3 separate regions of the Sus scrofa genome follow, and all the other regions are linked to region 3. A link is a contact called in public Hi-C data. All regions are on one chromosome and are shown on one strand. The core of a region is the stretch at or near the end of the contact, and the rest is flanking DNA. Distances in the headings are between cores, read along the strand shown. Region 1 overlaps DOCK7 (dedicator of cytokinesis protein 7). Region 2 holds the start of ATG4C (autophagy related 4C cysteine peptidase). Region 3 overlaps DOCK7 (dedicator of cytokinesis protein 7).

Region 1 (2,877 bases), core at 2-2,501, 110 kb before region 3:
CATTAATCATAGTATCTGGGAGCTTTGTGATTTCTAACATATATAACGCATGTGGAAAAATAAAAGACATGGAAAAGGACAAAGAGGACTGAAAAGCAGACACTTAAAACTTAAGAATTCTGGAGTTCCCATTGTGGCACAGCAGAAATGAATCCGACTGGGAACCATGAGGTTGCAGGTTCGATCCCTGGCCTCGCTCAGTGGGTTAAGGATCTGGAGTTGCCATGAGTTGTGGTGCAGGTTGCAGACTCGGCTTGGATCTTGCATTGCTGTGGCTGTGGCATTGGCCAGCAGCTGTAGTTCTGATTTGACCCCTAGCCTGGGAACCTCCATATGCCACAGGTGCTATCCTAAAAAACAACAAAAACAAAAACAAAACAAAAAAGAATTTCAACATAGTTATAGTATATTCAGTATTTGCTCTGGTCTGAAGATGTGTCCCTCTTCCAATGTTGAAAATCTAGTGCCCAAAGTAATGGTATCAGAAGGCGAGGCCTTTGGAAGGTAGTGAGGTAATCAGGGCGGAGTCCTCATGAATGGGATTAGAGCCTCTTATAAAAGAGGTCCACGGGAGTTTGCTTGCCCTTTCACTATAAAAGGACACAGTAAGAAGTCTGTAACCTAGAAGAAGGCCTTCACCAGACAACAAATCTGCCGCAATCTTGAACGTCCCAGCCTCCACAACGGTGAGAAATGAATTTCTGTTTTTAAACGTGGCCCAGTATGTGCTATTGTGTCAAAGCAGCCTAAAAAGACTAAGCAGTTTCTGAGAATTCCAAACTCATCTAATGGTACTGAGTCTGCTGCTTTCCCCTCTGCTGGCTCGCGCAGGGCCTTGCTTCCTGTGTTTCACAGTTTTACTGTCTGAGAGCTAATATTCTGTGAGAATCCTCTAAAGCCCAAGCTGAAGCTGATTTTCAGGGAGGGTGATCAATTATCCTGGATCACTTCAGGACAGGACTGAGGGGTTCCCTGGGATGGGACAGTCACTGCAAAAAGTAGGAGTACTAGGCAAACCCAAATAAATGGGTCATCATCTTCTCAAAGAATTTTTGGCCAATCAAGGTACCTGAGGGCTAACTCGAAATTGCAAATGCTCAGGCAAAGTTTAGCCCCTTGACACAATGCCAAGCTCCAAGCCAAGCAATTTTACCTGTGGTCACCTGGGCAGTGAGAAGGGTTTATTTCCAGGTCCCTTTATGCTGAAGATGCAGTCCTTTAGGATCCTGGACTCATAAAAGCGCCTTTTTAGTTGTTTTTGGCAGTGGGGTCAGTCAGTGGACCTAGTTTACCTCTGTGCTAGAAGTGGAACACTTGTACTGTTTGTCTTTCTTTATATTTTAAACTCTAAGAGGGTAAAGATTAGTTTTCTATTTTTTTTTTTTTTATCATTCTTGAGCTATTTGGTTCAGAGTGATACCCAAAGTATGTTTTAAAAATAGTTGCAAAGGAGTTCCCACTATGGTGCAGTGAGTTAAAAATCTGACTGCAGCAGCTTGGGCCGCTGTGGAAGTGAGGGTTTAATCCCCGGCCCAGTGCAGTGGGTTAATGATCTGGTGTTGCCATAGCTGAGGCACAGGTCAGCTATGGCTCGGATTGAATTCTTGGTCCTGGAACTTCCAAACACCATGGATGTGACCATTAAAAAAAAAAAAAAAAAAAAAAAAAAAAAGTTGCAGAATACATTTTCCAAGGAGGGCTATTGAGGGAAATGGAGTAACATTTAAAATGTGTAACTCTTTGCTTTACTATATACCATATGAAAATTCTTCTCCCAAATTCTTTTAAATCTAAAATTTAAAAATAAAATAAAACTATTTTGTCTTCTAAGATTTGAATGCCTAATAAAATAACACTAAAATAATACTAAAATCATTTTCCTCTTGCATTTGAAATCCAACAAGCCTATCAGTAAGATAAAATTTAAGAGTATATTACTTGTCAAGCTTCTCAGTGTTTTGACGCCAGTGAGTCATATCCTTTCTCCACCTCAGATTTTCTTGACTTCCAAAGGCACTTCCAGATGGGCTTCTCTCTGTCAAACAAATTTCAAAACCATTTTTAAAATGTCATTTAGAGTTCCCACAGTGGCTCAGTGAAAACGAATCTGACTAGTTAGTATCCATGGGGATGCAGGTTTGATCCCTGGCCTTGCTCGGTGGGTTAGGGATCCGGTGTTGCTGTGAGCTATGGTGTAGGTCACAGACACGGCTCAGATGCTGCATTGTGTGGCTGTGGCACTGGCCCGCAGTTCTGATTCGATCCCTAGCCTGGGAACCTCCATATGCCGTGCATGCGGCCCTAAAAGAGACAAAAAAAAAAAAGTTATTTCAGTTGGATCATATCCTATGTATATATTTGCAAACAAGAAATACAACACAATGTGATTAATTTCATACATTTTATTTCAGTACAAGTAGAAAAACCTAACAATGGTGCTTTTTCTTCAAAATTATCTATTACAGAAGAAATACATTTGCTACGTGTAACACAAAAACACACTTTAAAAATTTTTATTGAAATATAGCTGATTACAATGTGAATAAACACGCTTTTAAATAGGCAAATTTTCTAATACTGACTTTCCCAAAATCTTAACTATAGTTTATAAGACCCTGCATTTCCTTATCTCCTACCCTCTCCACTCTCGTTTACACTGCCGTTACTGCGTGTCTGTGTACAACTGTATATGCAGTCTCGCTACTTACGTTCCTGACTTAGGATGTGATGGTTGTTCCTTTCACCTGATTTTTTTTTCACAAATTTTTACTAGCCAATCATTCATCACCTCCACAGGAAGGCCTTCCTCAACTCCTCAACACTTCGTTTCCTCTTTTTTTTTAAAAAAAAAAATGATTTTTATTTTCTCCATCATAG
Region 2 (2,878 bases), core at 132-2,631, 130 kb after region 3:
AAAAAAAAAAAAAAAAAGAAAAGAAATGTTACATTTGCTACAGCTTTGTGTAATTGGTTATTTGGTTGCCCTATCATATAACAAAAATAAATAGTTGTGGTTACCTGTTTTTGTCAGACTAATAATAGAAATTATTAATAGAAAATAATATTCAAACCATTAAACACATAAAAAATTCAGAACCTTTTCAAATCTAGTTTTTTTTTTTTTTTTTTTTTTTTTTTTTTTTTTTTGTCTTTTTGCATTTTCTAGGGCCACTCCCGCGGCCTATGGAGATTCCCAGGCTAGGGGTCCAATCAGAGCTGTAGCCGCCAGCCTACGCCAGAGCTACAGCTATGCAGGATCTGAGCCGCATCTATGACCTACACTACATACAGCTCACGGCAACGCCGGCTCCCTAACCCACTGAGCAAGGCCAAGGACCGAACCCACAACCTCATCTTCCTAGTCGGATTCGTTAACCACTGAGCCAGGACAGGAACTCCTCAAATCTAATTTTGAACTTTTCAACTTTGCATTCTGAAAGATTTTCTTTCCCACATGGTTCCATAGTCCAGTAGTGCAGAATGTTAATTTTTTGCTTCCAGTTTTTATTATAATTTCCTATGCAATTCAGAAGCATGTCTAGCAGCCTTGTTCCAGTACAATCCGGTGGTACTGCAAAGACAAAACAGGATCAAACTTTGCAATAATTTGTATTTCTCTCAAAACCGCTTATGAGGAAGGATGGAAATTTCCATTTCGTAAGAAGCCTTTGCAGACTGTCCTGGGTTTCAATTCTAGAAAATAATCTGAATGTGGAAAATAAGTATACATATTCCTTAATGTTTTACAAGAATTTACCTACAGTTCCAACTGTAGCTTGGTTTATGAGTAACTTCACAAAAGGATAAGACGGAATACCGTTTTTTTTTTTTTTTTAATCAAAGTGGGGCTTGGTAGAAAAGAGTACATTAGTCCAACGGATTTAACAAATTCTCCGCAATCGCACTTTGAGTTTTCGGGTGTCAGGGGCGGAGTGAGGAATAAGAGGCGCAGGGCATGCTGGATCTTGTAGTCCCGCGCGGGAGGGGCGTGGTATTGCATGGCCTGCTGGGAGTTGAAGTCCAGTTCAATAGGAACTCATGGTGGGCATAACGCAGTTTGTCTATCACGGGCACCGCTTAGAGACGGATACTTTGGTTCTGTCCTTGCTATATTGGTGATTTATGGTCTGACGTAGTGAACGGGGCGAAAAAGGATGGACAAAGTAAACGAACCAGGGGCCTGGTGACGCCTGCTATTGCTGTCGCCAGTCTGTAAGCTTGAGTGCCCCGGAAGTGGCTGTCCTGCTGGGTTTGAAGGAGGGGGTGGGGCGTTCCTCTTACTACGGTGGCCGGGAAGCTCGAGGTGCCTGTGGCTGCGGCGCAGAGGTTGGAGTGTCTGCGTTTTTGCTGGCAGCTCTTCTGGCGGCTGCTGCTAGAGCTGGAACATTTCCCGGGTTGGTGGCTCCTACACATTGTTTACACTTCTCCAGTTCTGTTTTCGGTGAGGGGTCGACTTGAGGCTAGCGGAGTCAGGAGAAGGTTGGGGCTTAGTGTCTCTGGTCCCCGAATGACCAGGTTTCTTGGGGGGCCTTGCACTCACTGGAGACCCTGTGGCAGACCGTGTAGGCTTTCAGAATTTGGCGCCTCCCTCATCTGCTCCTGTCTAGTGTCATTTGTTTTCTGACTCCTCACTCTTCCTGAGATCCAGAACTGACAAACCTTAAGCCTTCCTGTGGGCAGCTGTTGCCCTCTCTTTGGAAGCTTTTCTTTCTTGTTTCAGGCACGATCTCTTGTCTCCTAAGCTCATCCATTTAACTTCTTCCCTATTTCTCTCCATCTAAAAGAAAAGAAAGAAAACAAATTAGACGCTCAAGATCTCAGTGTTCTCATTCCTAACTCCTTTATCCCTTTTTTGGCCCTTCTTACTAATTCATACTCTGATAACACTTGCCTGAATATCTAAATGCTTTTCCATCCAGACCTTAACGTTCAGTCACTTTATTTGGTTTTTAGCCTGAGCGCTTCCACCTCTATCTACATGTAAGGGCTTTTTAGGTTGGAGGTTCATCTGCGTTCTTAGGATAACTGATGAATGGGAGAGTGATCGCCAATGATTAGCTAAGCGTGACTCTACTTACTGAGTTTATATTTCTTAAGATTTCTTTGGCTTACATTTTCGTTTTGTATTGATTATTTTCTCGCAGGGGGTTCGCTGCTACCCTGCGTTAGTGGAGAATACCTCCTCCTACAGCTCTTCGTATCTTAACTGAGATTTTTTTTTTCTTTTTTCCTACTTCAGGCATATGTCCCCAGTGGAGGTTTGTGCAATGATTTTTGTATCAGTTAATAGATAGACACAAGGGAATGCCTTTCCTCCCTTGTTTATGATTTGTAATTAGTGAGTCATTGAAATTACCCAAAGGGATTGAAAAAGCTTTGGAAGGTAAAGTCTATGTATATACCAATTTGCAAAATAATAAAGTGTCTTCCCTGAACGAGGAAGAGTTTCTAATTAGTCCAGTAATCTGATGCTATATTGAATTAATTATCAATTCTTTCACTGTAAAATTTTGGGAACTGTTTAATGTTAAAAAATAACCAATAGAAGGAATTTTATAGTTTAGTAAAAATAGTTTAAAAAACCACTTAACTGATGTTCTTTTTTTCTGTAAAATAGAATACAGGTATATCAAAAAGTTTATTTTTTGTGACTATTGATGAGCTATTTCTATATATTTGATAGATCTGGTAAAACAGCATGGTACACTATTCAGTAATGTGTAGACAGACATTTTTGTACTTCCTGCCTTTCTGGGGACCATGTAACTTAAATAACTTTGAAGCTTTCTTCT
Region 3 (2,700 bases), core at 155-2,654:
AAATAAATAAAGTCAACTTATTTTCTTCTTTCTATGTTTTCAAGTTTTATTAAGAGTTATATTGCTATCTATTTTTTTAATTTTATATATTTATTTACAGCCTATTATCTGTTTATAAAGTACTATAGGACACTAAAACACAGTAAAATCAACACAAGTTAGGAGTAGATTAAAAAAAAAGACAAATAAGAAAATAAATTTAAAACAGAAATATACATATACCACACACACACAACACATATATGACAGTCCTGTAAATTTGTTACACTTGAATTTTTATTTCTCTTTTCAACACTGCATCATCAGATTTACTAAATGCAAAATACAGAGCTCTGGAGCTTTCTGGTGGCCTAACAGTTAAGGATCCAGCATTGTCACTGATGTGGCTCAGGTCACTGCTGTGGCATGGGGTTGATCCCTGCCCAAGAACTCCCACGTGCTCTGGGCACAGCCAAAAAAAATAGAGAGAGCATGGGCTAAATTTGAAAAACAAAAGACGTAACAAGAAAAAACTACTCTTAAGGAAAAAGACATGCTGATAATAACACCAAAAAGAAAACTCTAAAAAGACCTCAATCAGTGGGAAAAGAGACAAACAAAAAACCAAACCATATCTAGTTAACAAAAATTTTCAATGTACGGAAATATTTTTTCTTACAGTTAAAATAAGTAGAAAATTATTTTACTCTTTTATTCAAGAGTCCATCTTTGGATTTTATTAATCCACACCTCCTACATTTGACATCTTATTGTTTTTAATGCACAAAGTTCACTGCTGTCTTTTTATTTCATTTTGTAATGAACATATTTAAGGCTCCTTTATATCTGTGAGCTCACTTTGAGCCAAATACAATTTGTTCACTACTGTATTCTAAACAGAATACAGAATTGCTTTTATTTTATCCCATTATTTTAAAAAGTGATTTTTAATTTCTAAGTAGTTGGAGATTTTTGTTAATACTTTTATAAATGGCTCTTAGTTTTACTGAGTTATGAAGCTTTCTTTCAGTGGACCTAATATACAATTATTATGTTTCATCAGTTGCTAAAACAATATATTCTCTCCTTTTGAGTACAGAATTAATTCAGATCTTTAAATGGTCCTGATTTATAATACATTCAGATTATCTCACAACTCAATTATTTTCATCTACTTAACCTGTTAAATTGATTAGACTAATGGCCTCCGTTCTTTACTCCCGGTCTGTATGCGTGCCTTTTGTTTAGTGGGACTTAATTTCCTCTCCTAGTCTTGACCATGTGACTTCCTGTAGCCAGTAAGCAAACATGACAGAGACTTGAAAAATATTTGCATAAATAAGCTTGCCCTCTGTCTTGAACTTCTGCCACTGCTACAAGAGCATAACCACGTTAGCCTTGCAAAAAGATAAGAGTGGAAATTGAGAGACATGGAAAAGGTCTGAACCATTTCAGTTTTCCCAGCAGATGTCAGTCTAGATCAGCTGACCCCAGTCAATTCCCAAACACGTGAATAAACCTGACATTCACTCCTCCACAGTGTTTACTGCTGTATACTCCTGAAGCAACAGATAACGTCCCTGCTTGTCAACAAACAGAACAAATGTCCTTAAAACCAACAAATGGATTTAATTTTAGTTTTATTTATTTTTTGTCTTTTTGTCTTTTCAGGGCTGCGGCATAGGGAGGTTCCCAGGCTAGGGGTTGAATTGTAGCTGTAGCTGCTGGCCCACCCCACATCCACAGCAATACCAGATCCAAGCCTCATCTGTGACCTACACCATAGTTCATGGAAATGCTGGATCCTTAACCCACTGACCAAGGCCAGGGATCAAACCCGAGTCCTCATGGATACTAGTTGGGTTCATTAACCACTAAGCCACAACAGGAACTCCAATTTTGTTTTTAAATCTTTACATAGTTCTAATAATTTTGGCTTGACACTCCAAATCTATACATAAACACTCTTGATTACTATATCCCAATCGTGGGTATCTTATTGATATCTTATCGATTTAAAAAAAGGCCTTCGTATCTCATTCACTTGTACCTTGAATTCTATTTTATCAAAATTGTAATCTCTACTTTTTCTTAATTTGCACTTGCCTGATACATAATATTCTAGCTATTTAAAAATACTTTAAAATCATATATGTTAATAGTTAAAAAATACAGAATACAAAAGTCAAGAGAAAGTGCTTTTCATTGCTGCAATATTTCTAGCAATATTAAGTTTTTATAATCACTTTGTTGCAGTGTTCAGTTAACCAGTCTCCAACACAGTGTCCAGAACATGATGAATGCTCAAAAAATATTTATTGGGTATGTAGGCAAGCTGAAAAAAATGAAAAAATAGCTGTGGAAACAGCAGCAGAATTGATATACCAGTTGAATAAGGAGAGAGAGAGAGAAATGTCATAGCTATAAGTCTGTGTCACTGTATGAAGTCGATCTACTGCCCTGTTTCCACAGCTAAATTTGGCCTATCACCTCAACTAAGCAACACTATGGCCTTTTCTAGACTCCTCCTTGCACTATTTTCCATAATAAAAAGACACTTACCACTTCAGACCCTTCTCATCTGCTTTATTTTCCATTTTTGAGTCTCTTAGAGCAGCTGCCTATGAATGCTGCTAATCCATAAATGTGAGAAGGACTTCAAGTAGACGGCCACTTGTCAATTCATAATACATCCTGCCCTAAGCCCTTGTCCTCTAAAGT

What was found. A called contact is a pair of places that touch in the nucleus more often than the background predicts.
Region 1: a contact with region 3 is called in a Hi-C map of liver, with 9 times the contacts expected there. The contact joins two enhancer-like sites. A contact is called at or near these places in 2 of 47 Hi-C or Micro-C datasets (embryonic fibroblasts and liver).
Region 2: a contact with region 3 is called in a Hi-C map of liver, with 3 times the contacts expected there. The contact joins the promoter of ATG4C here to the enhancer-like site in region 3. A contact is called at or near these places in 1 of 5 promoter capture datasets (liver), 22 of 47 Hi-C or Micro-C datasets (adipose tissue, alveolar macrophages, embryonic fibroblasts and 11 more) and 2 of 2 datasets of contacts at active chromatin or transcription factors (alveolar macrophages and skeletal muscle).

Annotation. Positions count from the first base shown.
Region 1 is chr6:149,923,320-149,926,196 of Sscrofa11.1, reverse strand. DOCK7 (dedicator of cytokinesis protein 7) reads right to left here. Exons shown (of 48, transcript XM_021096551.1): 33 at 1,939-2,035. Among named protein-coding and RNA genes, the nearest start is that of USP1, 61 kb to the left of the region's middle. Within about 2 kb of position 1,251, at least 3 of the 83 cell types and tissues checked have an H3K27ac peak or open chromatin away from gene starts, as enhancers often do. A contact at or near this core is called in liver, where this site is marked.
Region 2 is chr6:149,690,417-149,693,294 of Sscrofa11.1, reverse strand. It overlaps ATG4C (autophagy related 4C cysteine peptidase), which reads left to right and starts at 1,381. Exons shown (of 11, transcript NM_001190284.1): 1 at 1,381-1,480.
Region 3 is chr6:149,817,060-149,819,759 of Sscrofa11.1, reverse strand. All of the region lies in intron 12 of DOCK7 (dedicator of cytokinesis protein 7), which reads right to left. Among named protein-coding and RNA genes, the nearest start is that of ANGPTL3, 27 kb to the left of the region's middle. Within about 2 kb of position 1,404, at least 2 of the 83 cell types and tissues checked have an H3K27ac peak or open chromatin away from gene starts, as enhancers often do. A contact at or near this core is called in liver, where this site is marked.